Regions from separate parts of the Mus musculus genome. Here region 1 is linked to region 2. Evidence: chromatin contacts called from public promoter capture Hi-C data. All regions are on one chromosome and are shown on one strand. The core of a region is the stretch at or near the end of the contact, and the rest is flanking DNA. Distances in the headings are between cores, read along the strand shown.

Region 1 (6,306 bases), core at 3,435-5,934, 230 kb before region 2:
TACATATACATATACATATGCATATACATATGCATATGCATATATTTATCCTCAAGGGCTGGAATTACAGACATATGCTACTATAACTAGCTTAGAATATGTATTTTTTTTTGTTTTATATCTATTTATTTTGTGTGTCTATGTGTGTGCCTATGCTGAGCCATGCCATTCTTTCCAAAGTGTAGTCTTAAAAATCTCTCCAAGCCAGGAGCGGTGTTACACACCTTTAATTCAGCACTCAGAAGGCACAGGCCGGCAAATCGCTTGTGAGTTGGAGGCCAGCCTGGTCTACAGAGTGAGTTGTAGGCCAGCCAAGGATATACAGTAAGACTCTGTCCCAAAAACTCCAAAGTAAATAAGTAAGTACAAAAAAACCTAAAAAGCTCTCTAAATGGTTGTTACCTAACCAGACATGATCCCCACCCCCAACCCAGACACTCTGCCTTTTAGTTAGAAAGGACTAATATTTGACTAATGTCTTTCCATGAACACCAGGTAGACTAGGGGTCCGGCAAAGTCTCATTTTTCCTAGCTGTAAAATGGGTATAACAATGCGTCATCAGATTATTTTAGAACTAGGTCTAGTTGTCGCTTATTAGCAGTTACTTAGTGTTATGATTATACTTTGAGATCTCCCGGGAAAGGGATTAAGTTTCTGTGACAGGCCAAGCTATCGACCACAGATAGTTGGAGTCCAAGGGTTACCCTAAGGCCAGCCACTCATACTACTCATTGCAGTTGTGCACTTGAATGCACATCTGTCCCACTCCGTCTGTGTCCCTCCAACTCTGTCACCCCTGGTTGAGGAGGAAGAAAGGAGAGCTGGGGACAGGGAGATCACATACCTGGTTGTTTTTCCCTTTCTGATGACACTTGCTTTGCATCTCTGGGGAGGCCTCCCAGTGGATCTAGTGAGAGGAAAGGGACAGACTGCTATGTTGACCTCAATATCTACTACCCAGAGAATCAAACAGTGCTGCTCCAGAGTACTGGGGAAAACTGAAGTGAGGTGGATTTCAGAATGAGCCCTGGGATGGAAAGGACAGTGCTGTCCAGAGGTCGGGAAGGCTGGGGGCGGGTCACCAGGTAATTGAGGTCCCAGGAAGCTGGAGACCCTGTGGTCAGACCAAATGCCAGGGGCTGACCTCTTTGTGAGTCCTATCTCTTATGTCACGGGCACTGAGAGAGAACAGGGCGCCTCGAGCCCCCACCAGCAGCCTCTCAGAAGCCTCCTCCAGCAGCAGTGTTGAATAGTTCTGGGTTTGGCCCTTGAAGTGCCGAATCTGGGAGAGCTCTAGAAACGAGAGGGGCAGTGAGCCACCTGGGGACTACTTCCTGTCCCCAGCTCTGGCAGCCATAGTGTTTCAAGGTTGGGGGAGGGGTCCTAACCTTCATAGGAGATGGTCAGCCGTGGGGTGGCATCTAGCTCTCGGGATGGTCTCCGCAGTGAGGGTCCAGGCACTGCTGTTACTGTGAGAAAGCTGAAGAGGAGGGGCCAGAGCCTCCCCCACATCTTCCTGCGGAAGTTCAGACCAACAAGACCCCGAGGGCAGCCCAGGAGAGTCACAGGAGGGGAGGGGAAGAGCAGTCACTGGGTTCAAAGTCCAGGGTGTGATCTCATGGGGGTCAGGGGTCATGAGGTCATGGGGGTCAAGTAGTCATGGGGCCATGGAGGATCATGGAATGGGGGGGACATGGAGCCACAGGGTTGTGTGGCCATGGAATCACAGGTAAGAAGTCAGAGGGAAGGGCGGGTCACCACGTGCCTTTCTGTATCAAATGCAAATTCCATGGAGAGTGAGCAGTGTAGGGTCCCAGGAGGACTGTAGGGTTCTGAAGGGGTCACCTTGCCCCCAGTCTCAGGGCAAGTTCCAGGTCTCTGTCTGTTCTCTGAAGGAGGAAAAAAAAAAAAAAAACCACCAAAACAATAAATAAATATATAATCCCTCCAAAATGGAAAACCTTTGATTTGTGTGTGAATTAAGAGGGACGATACCACCCACACTTCAGGCGGCCCTGAAAGCCAGAGGCCGGACATCCACAGAACTCCCACACCAGGAAAGACTCACGGCATCCTGCCCAGCTCTGCTCGGGGCAGAGGCTGTGGCAAACTCGCTGTCTTCATAAGACCCTAGACTACTGTTAACCTATGCCATGGTAACAGCTCTCTTCCAGTCAGGAGACTGCTTGGGCCCATGTTGCTGGAGAGGCCCGATCCTCCAACAATGCTGCCTGCTGCGGGGGTGCCTTCTGCGGGAAGGCCTGGGCAGTCAGTTAATGGGTCTTTGTTGATTTTGTTCTGTTTCCCCTTTGTTTTTTCTTTCCCTCGGCCTAAGAGCTCCCTCTGGAATTTCTCTTTAATTAGACACTTCTCTCTGGCATTTTTCTCTAAGGGGTACACATCTCTGCCTTGCCCGTGCGAGTCCATACTGCACCCTCTGGCTGGGTATCTACACGAGTCCCCGCCTGCTAGACCTACCTCCTGGCAGGGAGCAAAGGCTTGAGGGGCTGGGGGGGTGGGGAGGTGCAGGGAGTTGGGTCCCTGAGCTGCACAAGTGTAATTTCTGCTGTGCAGGAGACTGCGGTGTGAAAGACCAGTTAAGACTTAAACAATATGGAGACAGTGACCTACGGGATCCTGACACTTGCAGCCACCTTTCGTGACACACCTTAAAGACTAGAACCGCGCCTGAGGTGGAGGCCATTGATAGGCCAGGGAACTTCCGGAGATTTCCTTGGCTGGGCCAGATGTGGAGGCTGCCTGATCTACCCAATGTCATCAGACAGCCATAGGCAGGGTCAGAGGGTGTCACTGGCCTCTCCTTTTCCTTCTGGGTCAAATATTAACCATCCGGCTGTAAAGAGAGGGGAGGGACCTGGAGCTAGTCAGAGGAATAGCAAGAATTTGGAGGGTTTGTTCAAGAGGTAAAGGTTAGCACTGTCACACGAGGGAGAGCGAGAGGGTCTCTGAGCCACAGAAAGGGCATCAAGTTCTTGTTTTGAGGGCTAGGGCAGCTGGAGGTTTCAGGCTGCCCAAGCCGTACCCTCCATGTGAAAGCACACCTGTTTACACTGGGGGGCCTCCTGTTTCCTCAGCACTGAAGGGTGAGTCCTCCCACTAGGGAAGTGTGTCCAGGCGGAGACAGGAGGAAGACATCCTAGGTCAGAGGAACCGCTCAGTGCGGAGTAAGGGGCATTCGTGGGTCTCAAAGACGGTGACACACTTGTACACAGTGTAGGGCCAAGAACACAGGCATTTATAGGAGTCATGTGCATGCACACACACATATACAGAGAGAAAGAGACAGAGACAGAGTCAGAGACAGAGAGAGAGCGCACAAAGGGCCAAGGCCACATAAGGTTGTTTACCTGTCATCCATCCAGTGGATCATATATCCTCAGAGGTGAACAAGCAGGGCTAGATATTCAATAGGACGGTCTTGTTCACACACATTTGTAAAGGGGGCATTCACACAGAATTGTTGCTATTGGGCCAGGCATAGTGCACACATGTATTCTGAGTCCTCAAACACAGTTACATTCGGGCAGAGACAAGTAAGTACTCATGACATGCATAAAGGGGTCTGACTTGGGCTGCAGGCTTGGTGGCTGACAGTGTCTGCTGGGGTCAGATGCACGGCTGAATCCTGTCTCCTTTCCTGAAAGTCCTGCTCTCTCTCTCTCTCTCTCTCTCTCTCTCCCTCTGCCACCCCAAGGGGTGTGTGTGTGTGTGTGTGTGTGTGGTGTGTGTGTGTCTTCTGACCTGGAGTGAATGCCTGTAATGGAGAATGGCTAACCCAGGGAGGTGGAGGAGGAGGAGGAGAGGAGATCCTCGAGTTTAGCAAATGGAAGGTGAAATGCTATCTTAGCAGCCCTCTTCCTGCCCCGCTCCACACGCCCCCCTCCCCATCTCCCCCAGATTGCATTTCTAGATCTGGAGAACTGGGCTAAAGCGTCCAGCTCCATTTAACCTGTTGGGAGGGCCGAGTTAATGGCCAGGGGGTGGAGCATGCCACCCCTCCCCCCAGTACTAAGCGGGTTCAAGGTCTCCAGTTCACACCCCAGACTTCACTCCAAGTTTGGGTTCCTTCCCAGGGTTTGCCCGCTGAACTCTGATCATCTTCTGTTAGATCCTAGGGTGGAGAAAACTGGGGAGGGGAGGACCCCTCCCACAGGATCAATAGGCTTTCAACCTTCATCCCTGATGTCCGTCTGCCTGGGGTTAGCGGTATTTGCCTCTGTCCACTAAGATGGAGATCTCTTCAGATTTGAGGGTGCCTCTCCCTTGTCTTCCCCACCCTCCACCATCCTGGACAGTTCGAGGTTTTCTCCTTTGAACAGATCTAACCTCAGTATCTACTGCTGCGGCTCGAGGACAAGCTCTCCTTCGATCCCGCCGGACGCCAGGAGACATGACCCAGATCCTGGGGAACACTGTTCTCCACGCGGGTCCCGGGCACGCTGGGCGCCCCCGACTCCGAGAAGGCCGGTCTGCGCCCTGCGCGACCCGAGGCCTGGCCCGCGCCCCTCTAAACCCTTTTATGCGGGATTGGGGGTCTCGGCGGTGAAAAAGGCCTGGCTTAGCTTGGAGGGTGGAATGGATGCGGACAAGGCTTTGCCCGGCCGCAGCCCCCCGCACCGCCACCGCCCGCACTCCCCGCCTCCCTCACCTTTGCGCTGGGATCCGGGTCCATAGAGACAGCGACGTGCGGCTCGCGGCCCCACAGCACCAGCTGCAGGAGGAAGGGGCTGCGGCCGGAGCGAGGCGGGGTGGAGGCGGAGCCGGGGGTGGGGCGGGGGCCGGAGGCGGGCCAGAGGCGGGGGCGGGGAAGGGTGCCCGCCCTCCTTTGCGACCCCCACCACGCACAATAGACCCGATTTGTGGGAGATGCTCGAGGCCCACGGCTCCTGGCGTCCCCTTTCTTCCAGGCTCAGTCAGTCTGAGTATCGCCCGCCCCCTGGTGGGGGGGGGGCTACCACCGCGTGCGCCCTAAAACAGGCTGGTCCTACGGATCTGCTTTGGTCCTAAGACCCCTCCCATTTACCTACTGCAGGGACGCGTAACCCCCGGGTCCCGGAGTCTTGTACTCTGCTCTCTAACCTGTATCTCACTTCTTGCAAAACATGTTTGCCATGCCCTCCTGCCTTTGGTCTATGGAGCGGGTGTGCTGATGGGGACGACAGTATCAGATTTCTGCGTAGCTCTTGGTTCCCAGTTCAAGGTGTGATTCCTCACTCCCTGCTCCCTCCAGGCTATTCAGTTTGAGGTCAGAGTAGGTGAGATGGGGCCCTGAAGGGATGAAAAGACAGCATACAGAGAATGCTCTTTATGCACAAGAAAGCCATGCCACTACGTATGGATCACTCAACAAATCTCAGTCCAAACCCGGGCTCACCTCAAGGGATTGCGTTTATCATTTTCCATCGTCATTTTACCTCCAAACTTTCAGTGTTCCCAGGTATCCAAAAATTCTGTGCTTGCCAGGTTCAGCCTTCTTCCCTAACTCCTTTACGATGGTCTTCTCTGAAAACTCCGGCTCTCCTTTCCAAGTGCTATTTAGAGCGAATCGAGGGCTGGGGTTGGGGCTCAAGGGCACAGTGTTTGCCTAGCATGTAGGACACTCTGGTTTCATCTCCAGCATCACAGAAAAGCAAAAACAAAAGCAACAATGAACTCGGCTTTAAATCCTAGTGAATCCTGACCTCTGGCCTTGACCTCTCCACCTTTCAAAAAGAAAAAAAAAAAATCCGTGACGATAATGATGGGCAAAGAGGACCAAAATACGAGTCTAAAAAGCAGACTCTTGCATGTGCCTAGGAATTTAAGTCGTCTTCTAGTGGCGTATGAAACTGATGAGAGCCTGGGAAGAAACTTTCCTCTTTCAAGATTCCCCAGAGCTCATACAGTTTGGCACTCAATCTCATACAATCTCAGAATTTGGACTGTGTGTGTGGCTGCAGACTGCTAGACAGAAGGGCCCAGATCACACTTCCACCCCCCTGTTAGAATATCTCCTGGCACTCTGCAAACAGGATAGTGTGTGGTGCAGCGGGGGAGACTGGGAGAAATGTTTTCATTAAAAAGTGCACACACACTTTAAACGTTTATTATATTCATTGTGTATGAAAGCGCATGCATGCATGTGGGACCCCCCACCCCATGTGTGATATCCTAGAGGATAAATTGCAGGGAGTCTGCTCTTTTTCCACCATGTGGGGCCTAGGTATCAAACTCAGAGGTTGTCAGGGTTGGTGACAGACACCTTGTCTGCCAGACCATCTCACCTGCCCAAGCCAAGCACACAC
Region 2 (6,909 bases), core at 750-3,249:
ACCTGCTTCATTCCCTCCGAAAAAGAGCAAGGCTTCCCGGCCGGCTGAGAGATTCGCAGCGACCCGAAGTCTCGCGTTTGGGTTTCCTTTACCTAGAAATTATTTAGGGAACTATATTTTATTGCAGGTGTTTTTTTTTTTTTATAGTCCCGTGAAGCTCAATATGTGCTTAGGAAACAAACAAAACACGGCTCCCTCTTGGATCGCGTTTTAAAGCACAAATCAGGCTAGGTCTAAAAGTTACCTTGTGGAAAGTTACAAATTATCCTTAATTATTAATCTATAGATGGGGAGGGCTTTTCTACTTAGAATATTATTTATCTTTTTAAGCAAGGGGAGATACCTGACAAATAGTTTTCGGAGCTAAAGAGCCGTTATGAATTAGATGCATTCAAATATCATTATGATATTTCCTCTATTCCTATTTTCTTATTTCTCTTCCCCAACATCCTTTTAATTTTCTTTCCTTGATTTTCCCCCCTCTTGGTTTGATTTCTCCTTCCTTTCTCCTCAGCCTTGGCATTTGTCTTTCTTTTGTTCTTTCCCTCTGATTATATCCATTCTTGCTGACCCCCTGGCCAGGGCGCTGGCTGAATGGTCCTCAACAGTGAGTGGAGACAGGCAAGGAAGTCTCTCGAGTGTACAGCATCCAGGTGCTGGCCTGGATGGCTCTACCTCTCTCCCTGACTTTGATTTCTTCTCAAAATCCTTCATTGTTTTTTTTTTAGAATGATCACTTCCCTAGGCAAAGTTAAAAAAAAAAAAAAAAGTGACCGGCCACTCTCCTGTTCCTAGCTAAAAGGGAAGGGAAGGGGGGGGGGAAGAGGTGAGGGTGGGAGAAAGGGTGGGACGTAGCAAAGCAGCCCCCCAGGAAGCCTTAACTAAGCCGAAGGGAACAAGAGGCGCCGAGAGCTTAGGCTCAGAAGGGGGTCACACCCCCAGGATCTTAGGCATAATTGTCCTGACACCAAGGCTGCCCAAACTAGGAGCCTCCTCACGATTACCCACAACTCTAAGTTTGAGGAAGGTAAAGATGAGGGAGGAGAGAGAGAGAGAGAGAGAGAGAGAGAGAGAGAGAGAGAGAGAGAGAGAGAGAGAGAGAGAGAACAGCCTGAAAACTACTGCCAATTAGTCCTTTAGTCCAGGGCAAAGACTGACTAGGGGGTGGGTGGCTGGAACCTGGGCCCAGGGTTATGGATCCCGAGAGGTAAGGAGGAGCAGGTGGAAGGAGCCGAGGGAGGTGAGACACTAGTGAAGGTAGAAAGGCAGGCAGAACCGTGAGTATGGCGTGGCAAAAAGCAGAACGGTGGCTGAAGGCGTGAGAAACACTAGGTAAGAGAAAGGACGAAAGGAGGGAGCAGGGAAAGGCCAGTGTGGCCTCTAGGGTGAGACCTGAGCGCAGGGGGCCGGACCGCGCTGGGGCTACATGGGGTTGGAACCGAGACAGGAGCCGGGCGCCGGTACTCACGGTGCATCGCGGAGAAGGGGTCTGCTTTGCAGTGCATATCCATCGGGAGGCAGAGGAGCGGGAGCAACGCGGCCGCCGCCGCCGTGTCGCCTCTCAAACTCAACTTCAGGACTTGAGGAGAAAAGGAAGGGACGGTGGGGGAGGGAGAGTGAGCGGGCGCCCGACTGCTGGGGGGCAAGCGAGGGCGGGGGACGCCGCGCCGCGCTCCACGCCGGGACTCCTCCGGGCCCGCTGGGGTTTGCGACCGCAGAGGCTGCAACTTGCCACCGTTGGGGCACGCGGCTGGGCAGTCAGCAACGCAGCCCCGGGGCGACTGGCTGGACCAAGGGGCACTTGGGGCGCATGGCTCGCGCGCCAGCTGCGGCCAGAGCTGAGGCCGGGTAGGGAAGACGGCTCACTCAGCTCCCCTGGAACCCGGTTGTCCGAGAGGCTCTGAACCAAGAGAGCTCAGGGCGGGGGCGGCCCGAGGGCGCCAGGAGGGGAGCCGGGCCGCTCCAAGTGCCGGCGAGTTGGCGAAGTTGGCAGAGAAGTAGCAATCCCCGGGATGTCCAAGCGGGCGCCCGCGGGAGGGGAGCGTGCGAGCCGGCCCCCGCCCCCGGAAAAGGCAGGCGCACGCCGCGGCGACCGAAGGGCCAGGAGGGAGGGAGGCAGCCTAGGAGCCGAGCGGCGCCCGCAGCGCTGGGCTGGCCCCAGGTGGGTTGCGGCTGCAAGAAGACTCGGCCGGAGACTGGAGCCTGGGCTCCCGGTGTGTGTCTCTCTAAAAGCTGCAAAGCCCCCTCCAGACCCCCTCCTCCTCCCCGCGCCGGGAGATGGATGACTTGTCAGACAAAGGCAATAGATTCCACCACTCTGTGATTCGCCAGCGCCGGAGCCCCGAGCTTCGGCAAGGAGGGCCCCGCGCCTGTCACTCCGGTGCTGGCGAGGGGAGGGCCCGGGAGGGGGGGGAAACGGGAGGGAGCAGCGGGTGAAGGAAGAGGGAGGGTGAGGAGCGGGCCAGGGGGAGGAGGAATGGGAGCCCCGGATTAAAACTACACTGAGAAACGAAACTCGCCGAGAAGATAAACGTTAGATAAGGATAAAGAGCGGCCAGCCTAATGAATATTCAGGCAACCACAGAGGGCCTCCGAGCGCGCGGCACTCCGAAGCCAGGCTCTCAGTCCTAACTCGCCCAGCCCTGCCATCCACCGGCCAATGCCCGCAAATCCCAGACGCCCGCGAGTCCGCAGCCCCTGTCCTAACTCGGCTACCCTTGCGCTGAGTTCCTTTCCGTTTCTCCCTGTGTCTTCCTTCCTCTCTCCCTTTCCCTCTGGTCCTTCCCTTTCGCCTTTTCCTCCTGTGGTACCTTCCCATCCACGCACGCATGATTCTCATTCCGGGGCAAAGTGCCCAGCAGTTTGTCCCCTCCCGTCCCACACGCGGTGGCGCGCACCCCCTCCCCGGAGTCTGGGCAGTCCAGACGCCTGGTTTGGAATCAAGCTAGAGGCCTCTGGCTAGAACCCACCTGCCTTGGTGGGACCCAACGGATGGTAGGAGAGCCAGGGAACTTGGCACCTGGACCCTCGGGTAGCTAGGGAAGGGACTGTGCCGGGAGACGGTGCGCAGCGGCTTGTCCGCGGCAGTGACAGAGGATGCAGAAGCCCAAGGCGGGACCAAGGCGTTCTCTTTCCCCGGCTGGGGAGAAGAGGAGGCTATGAACGCGACTGAGCGCCGCCCGCCGCCAGCTCTGCAGATCCCGAGCGAGCGCAGCTGGCGCAGCACGCCGGCCTGGCCCGGCTCCTACCAGAGCCGCTGGCCCAGTCTCTGCAGCCTGGCCCGCACTCGCTCCCTTGTTCGCTGGGGTCTTCTCGCACGCACTAAGCGAGAGAAGCCCTTTGTCTCCTAACTGGTTAAGTACAGAATATCCAGGAGATCTTTATGAAATATTTTCCCTAGTCTCATAAATCATCTTGGCACTTCAGCTGATGTTTTAACTCACCCCCCCCCCCTTTTTCGCTCCCTCCTCCCAGGCTTCCCTGGGTCTGAAAAAGGGCGGCTCCAGGAAGCTCAAGCTGAGAAACACAGCTTTCTTGCCCGGCGGACCCAAGACTCCTTGGTGTTGTCTGCAGCTCCTGAAGCCCAGAGGAAGGGCAATGAGTGTAGACAGTGCCCCTGTCCCTATAGCCAAAAAGCCTCGGCAGTAGATGGGGTTGGGGGAAGCACCCACTAGACTCTCAGCCCGTCTCAGACTGACTCCTACCGGGCATTTAGAACCGCCCACATTCTGGGTGAGTTTCAGGCCAGGCTCAGCTACACCGGATTCTGAGCTTTCCATTCCAAGGGGAGCTGGGTCGGTTGGGATCTGGGCCTTTGCCCGGTCTCCTGGAAATTTCCGGCTAGATTAATCCAATTGCAGAGTAACTGCTGGAAAGTAAGAAACTAAAAAATAAAAATAAAAATAAACCACCTTTCCATCTGCCCACCACCACCCTGTCCCCCACTTCCTTTGGTCTGAGGACTAGGTTCCCGTGGGCAGGAAGAGTAGGAGGTTCAGGGGTCCTGCCAGGAAAACCAATGCCTTCCTCTCAAGGCCTGTAGATGGCGCTCCCGGGTTTGCTTTGGCCAAATCTCACAACCTCACAACCTCAGCAACACGCACTAACTTCTCATAGGGAACAGAAAAGAAGTGTGTGTGTGTGTGTGTGTGTGTGTGTGTGTGTGTGTGTGTGTGTGTGTGTGTGTGTGTGGAAACAGAGTTATTTCAGCCTAAAAGGGTCAGCTCCCATACTGGGGAGCCAGAAGCTCTAAGGTGGTAGTAACCGCAGTAGCCTTATCTTCCTTTGAAGAAGCAATCAGTCCAGAATTTGAGGTGGGGAGCATTCAGAAGAGTTCATAAAGGAACTCTTGTTGGGTGTGCTTAAGTTAAGTCTTGGTATGTCTGTTGAGGAAACAAAAATCAGCGGAGTTCCTCACTCCAACAGAGATCCAGAGTCCTCTAGAACTGAAATATAGTTTCATGTTTCACGTCCTATGAAATGTGAACATAGACAATGGATATTTCCCCATAAGAATGGGAGTGGGGTCGAACTTTACATTTTGTAAAGAGAACTAACAATTCAATTCGTAAAACACTTTTGAAGTTGCACTTACGCAAGTATCTGCCACATACATCCTCTTAGGAATGAGGGCTAGTGATAGTCTAATTTCTATGTAGCTCCAGAAAACTCAGGCATGCCTTCCCAGGACTCCTGGGACGCGCGCGCGCACACACACACACATACACACACACACACACACACACACACACACACACACACACACACACACACCTCCAGTTTCCCTGTTAGTTTTCCAGCTGGTTTCTGGGTCTAGATAATCAAAAGGCGATCTACCCTGCTGCTTTGGAAGCCCGTTAGCCTCTGCACAGCCCTCTCTTTGGACTTTAGAAGGAAGGGCTGATTTGCAGATGTCCCTTCTCGATGGCCTCTCCTTCTGACTCCCCCTTTCCTGTTCTTTTTCTTCTTCTATGGGCCCTAACAGAAGGGGAAAGAGTAGAAAAAGAAAAGAAGAAAGAAGAGGAAAGGGAGGAAAGAAAAAGAAAGACAACAACCCAACCCCAAACACAGCCAGGGCTCGACCTGTCAGGCTTGGTTGCTTTTCCCTCATCTGACTCTAAATGAACCTTTTCTCTCTAGTGTTTTCAAAGCAGCCCTTCAACACCCCCCCACAACCTAGGGGCATTTACACTTCAAACAAGGAGCCCGCCTCCCTGCGGAAATTTAAAGGCAAATAAACTTTTGGGGAGTTGCTCTGATACCCATCTCGGGATTTGCTTCATTAGTCGCCTCTGTGCATCTGATCTGCCCAATAAATCTTCCTTGTGGATCTCAGTTCCTTCGCCTTCTCTGCTGCCACCTCTGCCATGCTCGCTTGGCGCCTGGCAGCCCCACTCCTACTACCTCCCTTCCGAAAGCCTAGGGTCAAGCTGGTTCTCCGCTGGAGCGGGCCTGCTCTGCGTGAGTGTTAGGTGTGCGGGAGGCCTGCGGTCCTGCAAGAAGGCCCTCTCATAGATACTTATGCAAAGGTGTCCCAAGCCGCATGTGACTTATACCCCAGATTTTAATGCGTCTGTGGGCGGATCATGCATAAGTAAAGTGCAGGCAGAGATCCTGTCTGCTAACCCCGCTCACCCAGGCCCCCTTTCTTTACTCTTTTGCTGGGGGTGGGGTGGGGGCGTGACATGACTGCATCTCTTCTGCACACAGGATCCTGATCCTGACCCCAGTCATTAGGCACAGGGTCTCTAGCAGTTCTCGAAGGTGGCTGTGTCACCGAGGACCTGGCAAGCAATCCCCCCCCCGCCGCCTCCCCCGCTGCAGTGAAGCATTCAGCTGTGCCCCTCCCCCCACCCTCGGCCCCGCTTGTCTTTTCTCCCTCTACCTCCTGGGGAGTAGCGTGGGGAGCTATGGCCTTAGCTCTGAGGGAGGGGATTAGAAATTCCGAAATTAAGCGTACCTCCCTAGGAAATGCTCCCTACAGCGCAGACCAAATTAAATGCATTAAAGTTGGGGGGGGGTGTTTAGAATGAAGGGACATGAAAACAAAACAAAACTGGTCCTAAGGAAAGGAAAGCAGGATCGAAAGAGGGAGAAAGCGAAGGCTGAGAAGCTGCTCAGCAGCTCAGCATCATTTCCGTTTGTAACTCACCATCTCCACCAACAAAAAAGCAAAGAAAAAAGTTCTTACAATCAAACTCTAGGTCGCATATCCCCGGGCCATTTGCACTCCGAGTGGGCCCTTGGAGGGCGTACCCTAGGTGTCCAGGTCCCTGGCAGTAGGTGACCGCTCCAAGGCCCCTCTCCTGCCCCGCCTGGCCGGTTCCCGCCAGGCCCCTCCCGCACCCCTCCCCCTGCCTAGCCCGCTTTCTGGTCACATTGGAGGATTTTTTTTTTTTTTGGAAGAGCTTCTGGTACAATATGGAGCACCGTGGGCTGCAATTTCACACTCCACAGCACATTCTCCCTAAAGCTACTTTTTTTTTCATCTAAGACCCCCTAATTTCTGCTTCCTCGCGCTCTCCCTTTCTCCCTCCCTCCCGCTCTCTTCTTTTCCCGCCTTTGTTCCCAATATTTGGACACCCCACAAGAATCCCGGGGGTCCTGACTGCCAGCTGGCCCCGCCCGCCTGGTCGGTTGGTCCTGATGAGGCGGCGCGCACGTGCTGAGCCTTTATCCTTTCTGGCCCCTCCTCCCTTTAACCCTGCTTTCCTTCATAAGAGGACCTAGCAACCTCTCCGGCCCTTCACAGCCCCTTTGAGGAGCAACGACAATACAAACCACTTGGCCACCAAAGGGGCCTCATACTGGCACGGGTCAGCCAGGTGGCGGCCTGTGGACCACTGAACTGGGAGGGGGGGTTAAAAAATAGTCAAAACATGGCCAACAGGCTCACACAGTAGGAGTGGA

The links. Capture Hi-C pulls out chosen DNA fragments and counts their contacts.
Region 1: a promoter capture Hi-C map of adipose tissue shows a contact between it and region 2. The contact joins the promoter of Sema4g here to the promoter of Pax2 in region 2. A contact is called at or near these places in 3 of 115 datasets of contacts at active chromatin or transcription factors (embryonic stem cells and pancreatic cancer cells) and 1 of 9 other capture datasets (adipose tissue).

The regions. Positions count from the first base shown.
Region 1 is chr19:44,987,722-44,994,027 of GRCm38.p6, reverse strand. It overlaps Sema4g (sema domain, immunoglobulin domain (Ig), transmembrane domain (TM) and short cytoplasmic domain, (semaphorin) 4G), which reads right to left and starts at 4,684. Exons shown (of 15, transcript NM_011976.1): 1 at 4,671-4,684; 2 at 1,390-1,890; 3 at 1,146-1,294; 4 at 846-908. The coding sequence starts at 1,513.
Region 2 is chr19:44,751,996-44,758,904 of GRCm38.p6, reverse strand. It overlaps Pax2 (paired box 2), which reads right to left and starts at 1,999. Exons shown (of 10, transcript NM_001368747.1): 1 at 1,469-1,999. The coding sequence starts at 1,511. RefSeq lists promoters at 1,537-2,811, 1,537-5,714, 1,537-6,909, enhancers at 4,973-5,382, 4,674-5,382, 5,919-6,038 and a cis regulatory region at 6,349-6,829.